Linked DNA regions of Zea mays: region 1 is linked to region 2. Evidence: chromatin contacts called from public Hi-C data. All regions are on one chromosome and are shown on one strand. Each heading gives the region's core, a stretch centred on a gene start, on an enhancer-like site or on the middle of the called end of the contact. The rest is flanking DNA. Distances are from core to core; before and after follow the strand shown. Region 1 holds the start of LOC100501706 (Endoglucanase 25). Region 2 holds the start of LOC103634608 (probable apyrase 1).

What was found. A called contact is a pair of places that touch in the nucleus more often than the background predicts.
Region 1: a contact with region 2 is called in a Hi-C map of leaf, with 5 times the contacts expected there. The contact joins the promoter of LOC100501706 here to the promoter of LOC103634608 in region 2. A contact is called at or near these places in 2 of 25 Hi-C or Micro-C datasets (leaf and tassel).

Annotation. Positions count from the first base shown.
Region 1 is chr1:54,270,478-54,273,292 of Zm-B73-REFERENCE-NAM-5.0, reverse strand. LOC100501706 (Endoglucanase 25) reads left to right here and starts at 1,294. Exons shown (of 6, transcript NM_001196379.1): 1 at 1,294-1,902; 2 at 2,392-2,699; 3 at 2,794-2,815. The coding sequence starts at 1,521.
Region 2 is chr1:54,083,461-54,086,160 of Zm-B73-REFERENCE-NAM-5.0, reverse strand. It overlaps LOC103634608 (probable apyrase 1), which reads left to right and starts at 1,384. Exons shown (of 11, transcript XR_556803.4): 1 at 1,384-2,175.

The DNA.
Region 1 (2,815 bases), core at 45-2,544, 190 kb before region 2:
TGAGTAGATGTATCAACCTAAGTGTCATTATCTAGATGCCAAAACAAAAGGAGAAAGAGACTGACCATATCATAGCCTTTTAGTATTGTGCAAATACGGTGTTGAAGCCCACTATGGTCTAGTTCATTTTAAACTAGGAATAGGGCATTGGTGTGGTCATATGGTTGAGTATGATGAGATTGATTATATCATCTAAGAAAAACTTCAATTTGATATTGTGGCATGTAATGACTATTTTTAACACAATAGTAGAAATGTGATTGAGTGGATAAATTTTAGACATGAATACGAGAATACAATTAGACAAAAATAAGTAACACAATAAAAGTTAAAGTATGGATCTCAACTTGTCGACAATATCATTAAGTCCCCCAAAGAGAAACGTCGTCAAGCATGGGAATGAGAACCACTTCACCTGATACATCCAAGTACAAATGTGTAGTATGTTTAGGATTCAAAGACATGAGGTGGAAAAAGTCAAATACATCTCATAAAAACCTCATTGCTAGACTGTTTAATAAGTATTTGGACTATAATTATTTTGTGACCTTGTTTTATTGTAGACGGCCAACTTATTATATTTTCCTTGCAAGGAAAGAATGACATGATGATATTGTCACTAAGGTAGCGCATGCTAGGTTTGAAAGAAGGAATGCAGAGAAGGGTTTAGGGTTAGGGCCACCCTACCTTTGTCTTAGATCATGTGGGAAATTCTAGCCTAAGATTTAATAGGATTAATAGAATATTTATACCAATAAGATTCACATTTTTAAACCTATTTCGAAAGAATTTCTAGGTTAAACGTGCTTATCTTAGATATCTTAGAATCTAATAATACTTATTTAGTATAATAATAATAATTTATATAAGTTTGAAATAATTTATAATTTAGGGCCTGGTTGACTAAGAAAATATTGTATTATTTTATCTAAGTAAGAAAATACCACAGTAATTTATTGAAGAAGGAAGCCAACGACTCAGATTCTCAGACATTCAAGAAGGATCAGCTTTTATAAACAAATAAAAGTGATGCAGGATAGTCGGCCATCCTGAAGCATCTAAAACTCTGTCGAAACACCTGTAGATACTTGACAGCGATAAAACAAAGACTCGGCACCAAACAGGTGAGCACGAAACGTGCACTGATCGTCCCGGACGAGGAACCCAACATGCCATCACCACACTAGAGTACACTACTACAAAATCTCTCCGAAACAAGCCAGCAACCAAGTACAGCAGACATCCGTCCTATCCCACTCCTAGTCCCACCGCCACCTTCCCTCCCACCGCCACCATTCGGGCCGCCCTCTCTCCCAGTCGGCCAGTCCCAGCAAATCCCACTTCACCAGGCCTCAGCTCCAGCTCGCCTATCCCGGTATCCCCCCTCACCAGCGCCGCCGGAAGATCGCGCTGCGCCCGTCGTCTCACGAGGAGGCATCGACCGGCGCGGTGGCATTTAGGAGGAGGAAGGGGAGGCTGTACCTTGTTGACAGGGTCTTAGTTAGGCGGGGAGGGGCGAGATGAGCATGTACGGGAGGGACCCCTGGGGCGGGCCGCTGGAGATATGCCACGACTCGGCCACGGACGACGACCGCAGCCGGAACCTGGACATCGACCGGGGCGCGCTGTCGCGGACGCTCGACGAGACGCAGCAGAGCTGGCTGCTGGCGGGGCCCGGGGACCCGGGCCGCAAGAAGAAGAAGTACGTCGACATCGGTTGCCTCGTCGTCAGCCGCAAGCTCTTCGTCTGGACGCTCGGGGTGCTCCTCGCCGCCGCCGTATTCGCGGGGGTCGTGGCCGGGATCGCCAAGGCCATCCCCAGGCGCCACCGCCCGCCGCCGCCGCCCGACGACTACACCGTCGCGCTGCACAAGGCGCTCATGTTCTTCAATGGCCAGAGATGTGAGTAGTAACTCTGTTTCTTCTGTGGTTTTGCCATTGCGTGGGCGGAGTGTTGGAAAGATTGTTTTTTTAATGTGTCTGTGATGGCGATGCGTTAGAACTTAGAAATACTGAGGCCGTCTCAGCTGATTCGAGAAACTTACGTGCCAAAGATTGATTTCTAAGACAATTTTCTTTAATAGAATAGGAAATATCAGTTCAGTTTTCTGTGCTGTTTCTTCTGGTTTGTGGACAGCGAAGTATCAACATTTTTTGAATTCATCATTTTTCTAGTGAAGTGATTTGGAACGCCAGTTCAAAAGACGGTATTTAGGGCGCTTTTTTAGGGGAAAAGGCTATAGGAAACCTGCAGCGCGATTTTATTGAAACTTATTTAAGGCGCTCTTAGCTGAAAATCCAAGTTAGATGGTTAAGCTGCATTTTGAACAAGTGATTTCCGAATAAAAAAGTTACATTTCGTTGATATCTTCCTTGTTCAATTTGCTGCAGCCGGGAAGCTTCCGAAGCACAACAATATACCATGGCGTGGTAACTCTTGCATGAAGGACGGACTTTCTGATCCTGCAGTTCGGCGAAGCCTGGTCGGCGGGTACTATGATGCTGGCGACGCTGTCAAATTCAATTTCCCAGCTGCCTTCTCCATGACCCTCCTCAGCTGGAGCGTCATTGAGTACAGTGCTAAGTACGATGCTGCTGGGGAACTTGGCCATGTCCGTGACATTATCAAGTGGGGTTCAGATTACTTCTTGAAGACCTTTAATTCCACAGCCGATAGCATTGATCGTGTCGTTGCACAGGTAAATATTTCATCTGAAATAGATATGTATTTGGAGTTGGGTCTTGCCTGTTGCCACTAGGCCATTGCTAATCTGAATTATGGGGAGGGTGCAGGTGGGAAGTACTGCAACATCGC
Region 2 (2,700 bases), core at 135-2,634:
AAAAACCATCACAAAGCGTCAGTCCTTATGCTAGTACTTTTCCTCACCGATGCATCAAACTTGTGCTGTTCACTAGATGTTCAGATTGTATGATGGAGGTTTCAAACTGAATTGGCTAAAGGTAGGGCATCAGACACGATCGTTGGACCGTTGGCCTAGACAACATCAAACTAAATAGAGACATTGTTCACTAGAGGGTCCATTGGTCAGTGTAAAGGACAGAGAGGCATTGAACCCTAGACTGTAGTATGATTGAGGTCTTCGAACTAGTATGACAGTACCTAGAAGTTCTTGGGGATCTAACTATAGGGTGTTAGACCGTGGAGATTATAGTTCAACGAGCACCAAACTATACTACATCGGATCAATGTATAACTAGCTATTGGGCTGCAACAACTAGAATAAAATGTCTAGACACGTGACATAATTTGAGGTGTCAGATCATGAGATTTGGTCCAACAGTAGGCCATCGAACTGTTTGAGATGAGCGACATTTTTTATGGCTAGTCTTGGTCTTAGAAGCTATATATACCCTCCCAACTGACCATTTAAGGAGTGTGGAAGATAAGGAAGACATCAATTGAGTTGAGACTCAAATACAATATCTCTAGACGTTAGATCACTGCCATTAGCATTTGCTATAGGTTTAGTTCTAGTAATTAGAAGTGAGGTTAGACACAAGTCTTACCCCTTGATGCTTGTGCACGTTATTGTAATAATTGTATAAGAGGGATTGTAAGTCTTGCGAGATTACACCATCTGTGTTTGTGGTGTGACCACTACTATATACTGGAGGAAACAATAACTACAACATTTCGGCAGGAAACTCAACAATGGAGACAACATGGAGCATCTAGAAGAGGCCATAACCGGAGCACCAATTACGTGTGAAGAAGGTCTGATGCGATTCATGAAGTCATCTGACTAGAAGGTTTGACCTTGTGTGAGCATTCCCTTTTATGGGGCTCCAACAAGTATCGAGGGAAAGCTTGCACACTTCTTAAAAATACATGTATATCAGTAGGAGTTTATATTCCTATCACACTTCAAGATTCCATATTTATATTATGTTACTTTGGTCATATGCTTTATTCTTTTAGCTTAGTTATAAACATGTATAATTCTTTATGGTAGAAATAACAACATTTAGTCAAAACAATAATTACACATATGATAATTTATTTATTGCATGTATTTTAACTAGGTGAAAAAATAGAAGCTATAGTTTAGAGAGAAATTAGATTACCCAATTCACCCTAACTTTTGTACGCCACCATTCATTTCCGTTAGGAAAATTATCGTGTCAACACTTATCTTTGTGTTGATTTGTAAATTTTTAGCACTAACTTGCATTTACTTCTTCATACTACTGGCTCAGACGGCGTGATGCAATTCGTCTCGCTGGCTCAGACGGCTGTCCTCCACAACGCGGCTCGGTTGCGACCACGGCGAAAGTCGCGTAGCCACTTCTCCGAATCGAGCCAAATTGGCTCATGCGCCACCAGCTCCTCCCTCTCCACCCCGATCGCAATGCCACTACGTGATCAACCCCAAAGGTCGCCGTGACCGTGCCGGAGAGATCTCGCGCTCCGGGCCCGTTACCGCGCAGCTGTGCTGTCGCAGGCCCACCCGTTCACCCACTCCGCCACGCTCTCGATAAGGCCGCCGCACGCGGCCGCACGCACCGACAAGCTGGAGCCGCCGCAGCAGGAGGCGGTGAAACCATCGCCGACCAACGGTCGCATCCGCTACCGTACGCCCTCGGCAGCCGATCTGCTCCCCGCTGACGATGTCGCGGCGGATGCCGCGGCAGCCACAGTGGTGGCCGCGAGGATGCGCCGCTACTCGGGCGCCGGAGCACGGCAGCAGCAGCAAACGGAGGCGGTGGCCGACCGCGTGCACCGGTACCGTCGGGTGCTGATGGTGTTGCTCTCGCCGGTACTCCTCATCTCGTTCGTGCTCCTTCTCATGCCGCGCGCGCCGGCCTCCGCCTCAGGGGGTGTGCTCCTCGCCGTTGGTGGTCGGAGGTGGGGACCCCGGGCCGTCGAGGACGGACTGAACAAGTATGCGGTCATATTTGACGCCGGCAGCTCTGGGAGCCGCGTGCACGTGTATTGCTTCGACGAAAACCTGGATCTAGTGCCCATAGGGAAGGAGATTGAGCTGTTCAAACAGGTGAATGGTTTAGGCTTTCCTCTTGTCCATTTAGTTTGAGTTGTACCTGCTGTGGTGTGGTGCGTTTGTTGGCTGGATATGTTCATTTTGTGGTCGGATGCAGAGGTATCCTGGAGTGGCCATAGCCCATAATGAGATTATTGATGCATCCTGTTTGGTCTTCTACTATATCAAGCCAAACTAATAGCACTGCAAATTCAGTAACACTAATTGGCCACTCTAACAACGAAAATCCAGTTATATCATGTATTGCCTAAATGTTGCTGTTGTTTGTTTTTTTGGCTATTCCAAAACTTTGGCGAGGCTCTTGAGAGTTCACAACCAAATAGTCCTGCACATATTTTGTGCAGAATTTGCAAAAGAATCCAGAAATCTGTATTGCATATATAATCACTTTGGGCCTGTTTAACAATGGTAAACTGCACGACTTAATGTTGATCTTTATATTTGTTTCCCATAAATTGTTGGAACAAAAACCTACCGTATCAAAATTTTCACAGCCAGAAGCCCAAAAGAATGTTGGCT